Linked DNA regions of Rattus norvegicus: region 2 is linked to region 1. A link is a contact called in public Hi-C data. All regions are on one chromosome and are shown on one strand. Each heading gives the region's core, a stretch centred on a gene start, on an enhancer-like site or on the middle of the called end of the contact. The rest is flanking DNA. Distances are from core to core; before and after follow the strand shown.

The links. A called contact is a pair of places that touch in the nucleus more often than the background predicts.
Region 2: a contact with region 1 is called in a Hi-C map of the A7r5 cell line, with 2.8 times the contacts expected there. The contact joins the promoter of Mecr here to the promoter of Sdc3 in region 1. A contact is called at or near these places in 3 of 12 Hi-C or Micro-C datasets (the A7r5 cell line, Schwann cells and frontal cortex).

What each region holds. Positions count from the first base shown.
Region 1 is chr5:148,246,311-148,251,201 of GRCr8, reverse strand. It overlaps Sdc3 (syndecan 3), which reads right to left and starts at 1,410. Exons shown (of 5, transcript NM_053893.3): 1 at 1,233-1,410. The coding sequence starts at 1,364.
Region 2 is chr5:149,310,964-149,315,541 of GRCr8, reverse strand. Mecr (mitochondrial trans-2-enoyl-CoA reductase) reads right to left here and starts at 1,748. Exons shown (of 10, transcript NM_017209.1): 1 at 1,554-1,748. The coding sequence starts at 1,729. It overlaps LOC134486998 (a long non-coding RNA gene), which reads left to right and starts at 1,780. Exons shown (of 3, transcript XR_010066655.1): 1 at 1,780-2,396; 2 at 4,138-4,234.

The DNA of each region.
Region 1 (4,891 bases), core at 161-2,660:
CTCAGAGGAGTGGACAGGCTGGCTCAAGGCCTCACCGTGAATGGGTGGTGGTCCTCGCTGGACTTTGAAACCAGGTCTTTGATGTCAAGGGTAATTTTCTCTAATACTGCTGAGAAGCCGGCTCCCACTGCCAGTATGGGTAGCGCTGCCTTTCTCTCAGGAACCTCTCCCTTCACCCCTCTCAGGAAAAAGGAAGAAAGAAAGAAAGAAAGAGAGAGAGAGAGAGAGAGAGAGAGAGAGAGAGAGAGAGAGAGAAAAGACAAGGTATGCATGGACCACCAGGCACTATTCTAGGGTCCCCAAAGCTAACAGTCCCCAGGGCAGCTCAGGGTCTTGCCTGACTCCCTACAACCTGGCCACCATGCTTAGGAGAGAAGGGGCGTGCCGGCCAGCCTGGGCTCTGGTGGTCATCTGAGTGGGTAGGGACAGCCATTGCTCCTGGAGTCAGCCACGGTGGTAGGACCTAGAAATCCCCAGCTCCTTCGGCCCGCATTGAGACACCTATCAACTCAGAACTCACTTGGGAGCTGGGTTCCTCCGAGAAGGGACCTAGCTGGTCTACCTGCAGGACCTTCTTCCTCCTGTTCTGCTAGTGAAACCAGAACCAAGATCAATTCCATAGCTACTTGGGTTTCTCGAAGGGACAGTCAGGGGTCACCTGCTACCCACCTCTGCCGGCATGCACATCCATGTCTTCCGGGGTGGGAGGTGAGCCAGGCCCACCATCGCCACACACCTGCACACACCTGCACACACATGCGCGTGCTTTCATGCACTTCTATGGGTCAGAGCACACACCCCCTCATCCAGCAGTCACGCAGCCATGGCCAAGGTGGCACACAGAGTGCACAATGGGTCACCCAGTGTGGAGCGGAATGCGGATGCCATCCGCCCCATAGGGACAGAGCCTTTCCCATGCCCACACACACCCACAGGTGCCCACGCACCCTTCTTAGAAGCAGACACACACAGGGTCACCCTCATTCACCCCCGCGGGTCACCTTCATCGACCCACCCCCCTCCTCCTGGGGAGTCCCCAAGGCCCTGCAGGCGGCTTGGGTTGGAGTGGGGGTGGGGAAAAGGCGACCCCAGCGGATACCGGACGCACACGCTTCCCGGCGGGGAGGAGACCCGGTGAGACCGGGACACACCCAGAACGGCGCGCGCGACGAGGGGACACGCAAAGACACGCGGGGTACACGCTGGGCACTCTCTTGGGGCCCATCACTCACCCCCGCGGCGCGGCCGGCCAGCAACAGCAGCAGCAGCGGTGGCAGTAACAACCCGCGGGCCCCGGGCCCATGGGTGGCGGTGTCCACGCGCTGCCCCTGTGCGGTCCCGCGGCGCGGCGGCCCGGGCTTCATGGCGGCCTTTGTTCGCGGCGCGGGCTGCGCGGGACCTGCGCTCGGCTCCTCGGCCGCCGGCTCCGCCTCGCTCGTTCGTTCGCTCGCTCGCGGCTCCGCGCCCACAGCGGCCGCGCCCGCAGGAAGCGTCGCCGCCGCCGCTGCCGCCGCCGCCACCGCCGCCCCCCGCGCGGGCGGGGCGAGCAGGAGGGCGGGGCCGCGGCGACAGCGGCACGCGACACCGCCCCCGGCCTCAGTTTCCCCGAGCGCGGTGGGGACGAGGGGCGTTGACGTCTACCCCCCAACTGTGGATTCGCGGAGCACGCTGTGTGCGAGCTGCGGGAGAACCTGGGCTCCTCCAGACAGCACCCCGCGTCTCTACACTCCCTGGGGTGGTGTCAGAGGATCCGGCTTGGGGTCCCCCTGGTCCTTCTGAGTTTCACCTTGACCTGTCTATCTGAGAAACACAGGCTACAGCCCCTAGCACCCTGAGTGCAGGAAGAAGAGGCTTGGGTCAGCTACAGGCACGCGTGGGGAGCATCAGCACGCTTCTCCCTCCACACATGTTGGTGAAGTCACCCGTTCCCCATTCATAGGGGCTCAGTTGCATGAAAGGATCTCGGGGGAGGCTGGTAAGGGTAGGCGTTGGTTCGTTGGCACATGAGCTGAGCAGGACACCCTCCAGGTCCCTGCAATCAACACTATCCATTTGATGGCCACGTGTCCTTGGAAAGAAACCCAGACTCGGCACCATATAAGGCAGAGTGCGAGATGGGTTCCCCAGAAGGAGCGAGAGGCTGGGGCATCACAGGTATGCAAGGCCTGCCTAGCTAACCTCAGTAGACAACAAGAGGGGAGGGAGGATCTCTCCACTCTGTGGTTTACAGATCACTGAGAAAGAGCCAAGCCTGAGTAGTAGATGGCTGTAAGGCCAGCACTTAGGAGGCTGAGGCAGGGGGCTCTCAAAGCCTGGACTATATACTGAGTCTCTGTCTTTACAAAACTAAGAGGGGAGAGGGAGATGGAGAAAGACATAGCATCTTACTTAATAAGGGTGTGAGTTGAGTTCCCAGTACCCACATCAGGCAAGTCACAACTACCTGTAACTCCAGCTCCAAGGGATCCAAAACCTTTAGCCTCCAAGGACACCTGCACTTGTGTGCACAGGTACGGCACACGTGCCCTCAGGTGCACACCCACATGAATAATACAAATAAATCTCCTAAAAATAATAAAAGCAAACGTTGACACGTTATTTTAGAAGATGGGCTTTAAGGCTGACCTTGAACTTTCTTCGATGTAGCTGAGCACGACCTTGAACGTCTTATCCTCCTACCACCATCACATCCAATGTATGCAGTGCTAAGAACCGAACCCAGAGCTTTGTGCAGAGGGGCGTGTACTCCCCCAACTGAGCTACATCCCCAAGACTTCAAAAACAGTCTTTTAAACCAAATCCATTCGACGTATTTTGGCATTTGAATGCCTTGGAGAATAGAGCTGGAAAAGAGTAGAGCTGAGGAATCAGGAGCTGGCTTTATCGCTAGCATAATTAGGAACTGAGGGACTCTAGTTCTGGGTTAAGCAAGTGCTTGGGTTCAAATCCTAGTTCTGACAATCATGAGCTGTGGTACTTGTTTGTGCAGCTTCACCTCTCTGATCCTATTCCCCAAATGTATGACGCAAATGATGACCATATGGGCTTCACTTATTCATTCAACAAACACATCGAGCGCCTTGTGTGTACCAGGTCAGGGGACAGGCTGGGAAGTTTCTGTGAGCTCTTCCTTTTCATGTACTGGGAGGTCAACCAATGTGGTTGGGGATTGGGATATGGGCATGACACCACCTCCCAGAGTGGGTAAGCAGACCAAGAGTGGTTCTGAGGCGCTTCCAAAGGTTTAGCAGGGATCAAGCAGGAGACCCAAGGAGTGGCCTGTCAACTATGTGCAAAAAAAAAAAAAAAAAAAAAAAAAAAAAAAAAAAACCCTTGGGATAGCTGGATCTGACTGACGAACAAAGTACTGAGCTGCCCATGCTAGGAGGCAAGCAAGGCTCAGAGTGTTGCTCAAAGGAGTCTACCAAGTTGCCAGGAAGCATGGTCCAGCCTTGCCTTCTTCCTTCCACAAACCAAGATCCCAGCAGGAAACCTTGTGGGGAATCTTTGGCTAGGAGCGCCACCTGCTGCTTGTCATAGGTACATCATGGACGGAGCTGAGATGGGAGTCTCTGGGGATCAGGTGCACTTTTAGTCCCTGGACATTCAGAACATCACTGGTCACCCCACCTATACCACCATGTGTGTCCTTCCACACCCCCAGGACTCGAATGTCTCCTTCCGTGTGCTATCCCCATCCACCAAACAGACTCCAGAAACTGCCGTCATCCAGCCTCAGGCCACCTGGCAAAGACTCTCTCTCTCTCTCTCTCTCTCTCTCTCTCTCTCTCTCTCTCTCTCTCTCTCTCTCACACACACACACACACACACACACACACACACACACACACACACACACACACACACACACACAAAACACCCCACACACTCAACAGTCCGTCTGTCTTTCCTGGAGGGAAAGTCCAGGTTTTGTTTTTTGTTTTTTGTTTTTTGTTTTTTGTTTTTTTTTGGTTTTTGTTGTTGTTGTTGTTGTTGTTGTTGTTGTTGTTGTTGTTGTTTGTTCTTTTTTTCGGAGCTGGGGACCGAACCCAGGGCCTTGTGCTTCCTAGGTAAGTGCTCTACCACTGAGCTAAATCCCCAGCCCCAAAGTCCAAGTTTTTAATGGACAATAACTGCAGGGTTCTAGCCAGGCTGCCTGTCCTCCACCCTTCTCTCTGACAGAACTCCAGTTCAGTTTTTCAGAGCTCAAGAAGAACTGGGCAGTTGTCAAGTTGACACATGCTGGAGTCAGAGGGAACCACAGTTGAGAGAATGCCTCTATCAGCTTTGCCCATAGACAGGTGCGAGGGGAGGGGGGATGGCATGGATTTTCTTGGTTAATGACTGAGAATGTGGACGAGCCCCGTCCACTGTGAGTGCTGTGATCCTGGTGCAGGTGCATAAGAAAGCAGGTTGCAGGCAGAGATGGCTCAGTGATTGAGAGCTCCAGGAGACCTGGGTTCAGTTCCCCACACCAATAAGACAACCCACAACTGCCTGTAATTCCAGTCCCTGAGGATCTGGCCTCCTTGGGCACAAATGTTGTGCCCAAACATACAAGCAGGCAAAACACTATTGCACATAAACATAAATAAATATTTAAGCCCGGTGGTGGTGACATGACTTTAATACCAGCCACTCAGGAGGCAGAGGCAGACAGACCCCTTGATTTAAGGCTCACCTGGTCTACAGAGTGAGTTCTAGGACAGGTAATGCTACATAGAGAAACCTTGTCTGAAAAAATAAGAAAGAAATAAAGAAGGAAGGAAGGAAGGAAAAGAAAGGAAGGGAGGGAGGGAGGAAGAGAAGGAGGGAAGAAGGGAGGGAGGGAAAGGAGGGAAGGAGGGGAGGAGGAGGGAGGGAGAGAAGGGAAAATAGGCTGAAGAAGTCC
Region 2 (4,578 bases), core at 499-2,998, 1.1 Mb before region 1:
TTGACAGGCAGAGAGGAGCTCCAGATAAAATCAAGGGCATGGACCATCTGGCCACAGCCACCTCTCGAGCAAGTTAGAAGAATATCAAGGAGTAATTCAAATTCTTTGAGAAGCTGAGGCAAGAGGGGCCACAAGTTCCAGGCCAGCCTGGGCAACACAGTGACACACCTTGTCTAAGGGGAGAGGAAGGAGGGGGAGCAGGAACAGTGGGGAACGCACGAGGAATCCCAGCACTCGGATATTAGAGCCCAGCCCATGTTTAAAAAAGGAGGTAGGGTGGTAGGGTAGATTTGCCTTTAATCCCAGCATTTAGGAGGCAGAGGCAGGCCATCTAGGGCTACAAAGTAAGACCCGATCTCAAACAGACATACAACAAAAGGAGACACCTCCCCCCCCAAAAGAATTAGAAGCGGGCACCTTTGAGGGTGGCAGAGGTAGAAGGATCACTACAAACTCCAGGTCAGCCAAGTCTACTTGACAAGTTCCAGGTTAGCCAGGACTATACAAGGAGACCTTAGGAAGGGAAGAGAAATAATATTAAGATGTCTGTCAGTAAACCCAAATTGTTCTCTTTTTGTTTGTTTTTGAGGCATTAAAGGCACATGCCACTTCTACATTCACAACCTTTTCTGCCTTAGCAAGTGCTAAATTGTATTTGAGGGTGTTTTTTTAAAATGTTTATGTATTTTACTGTGTATATATATTTTGAGACAAAGGCTCATGAAACCCATGTTGGTCTCAAACTCATAATCCTTTTAACTCAGCATGCTGGGGTTATGAAACAACTCTTTTTTTCTTGTTTGTTTTGAGACAGGGTCTCCCTATATTGCCCTGGTGATTTTGGAACTGACTATGTACAGACTAGACTGGCCTGGAACTCACAGAGATCCTCTGGCCTCTGCCTCACTAGTGCTGGGATTAAAGGCACACGTCATCAAGCTGGGTTTAAACAACTCGTTATAACTAGGCCGTGATGCATACATGGCTTGTTGGAAGGAAACTCACTTGAGAAAGAGCTAAAAGTGAATTCCAGCACCTATTCTAATCACTAATCAGTCATGTCACTTTAGACAAGTCCCTCGACCTCAGTGAAACAATAAACTATTACTTATTTAAAAACAGGAGGCTGTCAGATCATGTGTTCAAATTCCCATTCTCACTGACTGGGTGACTTTGGGCAAATGTTAATTTTAACTTTCTTATGCCTCGGTTTTCTCATCTGCAAAATGGGGGGAAAGCATCCACTAACTATCCCCAGAATGTTGCCGTGACAAATAGTTGAAAGCATCCACTTAGACAAAGGAGTGACTGCCACAATCCTCAAACCAATCTGGGTCAGTAAACACTGGCCATCTCTCTTGCACCTGTACCTCGCGGGTCCTCCGCTGCTGGAAAGCACCACTGTCAGGTTAACAAGCACTCCCTGGGTTTCGTCATCTGTAGAACAGCAGAGTCCGCTTCTTCGGACCCTGTCTTCTCCTCGCAGGCTGCCGCCCGCCTTTCAACCCTCCAGGAACCCCAGTTCCCTCCCCGGGGCCAGCGCCGACTCTTACTGGATGACCTTGGCTGGATCCCCGTGGTTGCCATAGACCAGCGCCCGCACATGCGACGGCTCCGAGAAAGCGGAGTAGGAGGAGGTGGTCCTGCCCTGGCGGCACCAAGCCTCGAGGAGACTCGCAAGCAGAGGTGCCCGGGCTCGCGCCCCTGTCAGTCGCCGGCTGACCAACATGCCGCTTCCAGCACTGACAGAACCCGGCGCTCCGGATACGTCATTGGTCCGCGACTTCAAGCCTGCGCCCCGCCCCACTCGTGGCCACGCCCTCTCCTTTTAAAAACGGCGCCCCTCTCTCTCCGCCCAGCTCGTGGTGAAGGAAGAAACCGTTACGGGCCTGGTGAAGGGGTTGAGAGTGATATGGCGTTGGGTATTTAGGGAACTGGAGAAGTTGCAGAGCCAGCCAAAGCAGCATTCCCAACGAAAAGTCCGGGACTGGCTTAAAGCTGCGACTGCTGCTTGCCGTGTGGTGTTTCCGGCCTTCGTTTCCCCTTCCTACCCTTTATAGAGATACCACTGCACCAAGCTTTTAAAAGTATCATTTCATCTCCAATTCTCCAGAACAACATAGAGACTTTATTATCACCATCGTCGTCGTCGTCGTCGTGGTCATCATCATCAGTTTTTCCAGACAGGGTTTCTTTTTCCTGGCTGTCCTGGAGCTTGCTCTGTAAATCAAGCTGGCCTCAAATTCAGAGATCCTCTTGCTTCTGCTTCCCAAGTGCTGTGATTAAAGGCATGTGCCACCAAGATTTGAGGACTTAAAAAGTTACTTCTATGGCCGGAGTTAACATACCAGGAATACCAGGCTCCAATCCTAGGGGCTCTTTCCTAGCTTGAGCAAGTGAGTGCAATTCGGACCCTGTCACATCGGTGCCATGAAAATGATATACCTCACTTCAGACGGTTGCAAGGATTGGATGAAAGTTAGAAGAATGTTGTGGTGGGCAGGATAATACATTGTAAAAACATCAAGTTGTTCAGATATGAGGAGGATAGTGTCTTTTAAATTGCTTTCAGCATACAAAGAGATTGGGTGGGAAAGTGAAAATTCTTTGTAAAAGGTATAGACCTGTAAAGATGCAGGGTCTTGGTTTTGGTGGAAGAGAAAGATAAGCACAGATAACCGGTCGGTGGAGTATTCGTGTGTACTCGAGTGTGCACCTTTACAGGATGAAGGAGTACTCTGCAGTGAAGGCCATCTGAGACTTTTGAAGGAAGTGCTATTGGAGTCAGCCATTCGATTCCAAAACTGGGTGCACGGAAATCAGATGAAGTTCCATTTTAGGTCTCCTGATTTAGAATCGTGGAAGGGTACATGGTCCAAAGGTATACATTCTTAGATGCTCCCCAGAGTCTGGTGATGTGGTAGCCCAGAAAACAAGTATTAGAGAGCTTCTGAAAGACAAAGATGACTGACCCAAAGCTTGCCATGGGAGACAAACTTTTCTCTGAGTAAAAGAGCCCAGCAAAGCATGGAGATTGAGGATATGGGAACCGGACTCAGGCAAATCTAGATTTGAGTCCTGGTTCTGCCATTTCCTGGCTGTTCGATTTTCGATTAGTCACTCGACCTCTCTGTGCTTCTGTTTCCCTCATGGTTAAAATGAAGGGAGCTGAACGAGGGAGGTAACTCAGTGGCAGAGCACATGCTTTGCATGTGTGAGGTCCTGGGTTTGATCTCTAACAAGGCAAAGGAAAAAAAAAGCTTAATAACAAATTGAGAGACTAATAGTCCCAAGGTTGCCTTAAAGACTGAGGGAGATAGTGCCGCTTGAAGCGCACTGCTTGGTACATGAAACGTTCTAAAACTATTCCAGGAAATTGTTGTGCAGATGAAATAAGGAATATCACATATAAAACACTAAGGCTTGGCTCAAGTTTGTGCCCAATAACTGCATTTATTAGACAAAGCTGATGCCCAGCAGTAGGAGAAAAATCTGGTCTCACAGGTGTGTACGTGTGCACGCATGTGAACACCTATTTTTGCAGTGACAGGGAGGTACACTTGTGCCAGGAAGTTCATAAGGTCCTTCTGCTGTAGGATCCTGTGGGTGACACTGAGATGCTCCTCTTTTTCTCTCCCTGCCCCTACTGGCGGCTCCTACTCCCTGGGCAGCCAACTAGGAAAGCCTGGAAAGTCAGAAGGGAGCTTCCCTCCTTAAGGCTGGATTTCCTCTCCCTCCACACCCCTTTAACCTTTCACTTGGTCTAGGCCATTTGAGTTCACACAGGCGCACAGTTTGAGAACCACCGGTGAACGGGTTCAAGCCTAAGGGTGTTAGCTTTGCATTTGAGACCATATCCATGCCTGCCCTGTCTGTCTGGCTTTATCTTTTACATTGTACACAGCCAGAAACCCAACAACACCCAACTCCGCCATTGCCAGCTCTTCCTTGTCTTACGCTTTTATTCAGGTTGCTACTGCCTGCCATGAATTTTCCTGTCTAACCTTCCTGGGGAATTCCAGGTTCAGATATCATTTTATTGAGCAAACCCCAATGCCTTTGTATTTCCTCTGGGCCAATGCTATGACTTTTAGGATACCATCTCATAGTTATTTATATGTCTGCTTCCCCCTCCAGGCAAAAGCGGGGCCTTCTTTAGTTCATCTCCAGGATGCCAGCACTCAATATGGGGCCTGACATAGGATAGGCATCATAAATATTCCACGAGTTGCAGGTAATTGAATTTCTCCCTGACCTGGCACTGACCGTGGTACCCTATCCTTCTCCCTAGATCTGGGGCAGTCACTCCAAGCCAGGACCTGCCTTTCCTCGTCTTGCAAGGATTGTTGAAGTTTGTGGCCCTTTTTAAAGTAGAGGGGAATAATGCTCTCTTCCTCTGCCTACCTGTTGCTAACACTGGCATGCCTTATTTACTGTAGTCTCTGAGGCCGCCCCCTGCCAAAGGAGCAAAAGAATGTGGAATCGATCAGATTTGGGTTCAAATCCTGACATCTTCATGGACCGAATGTGTGACCTTGGGCAAATACATTACGCTTTCTGATTCTCAGTGTCCATACC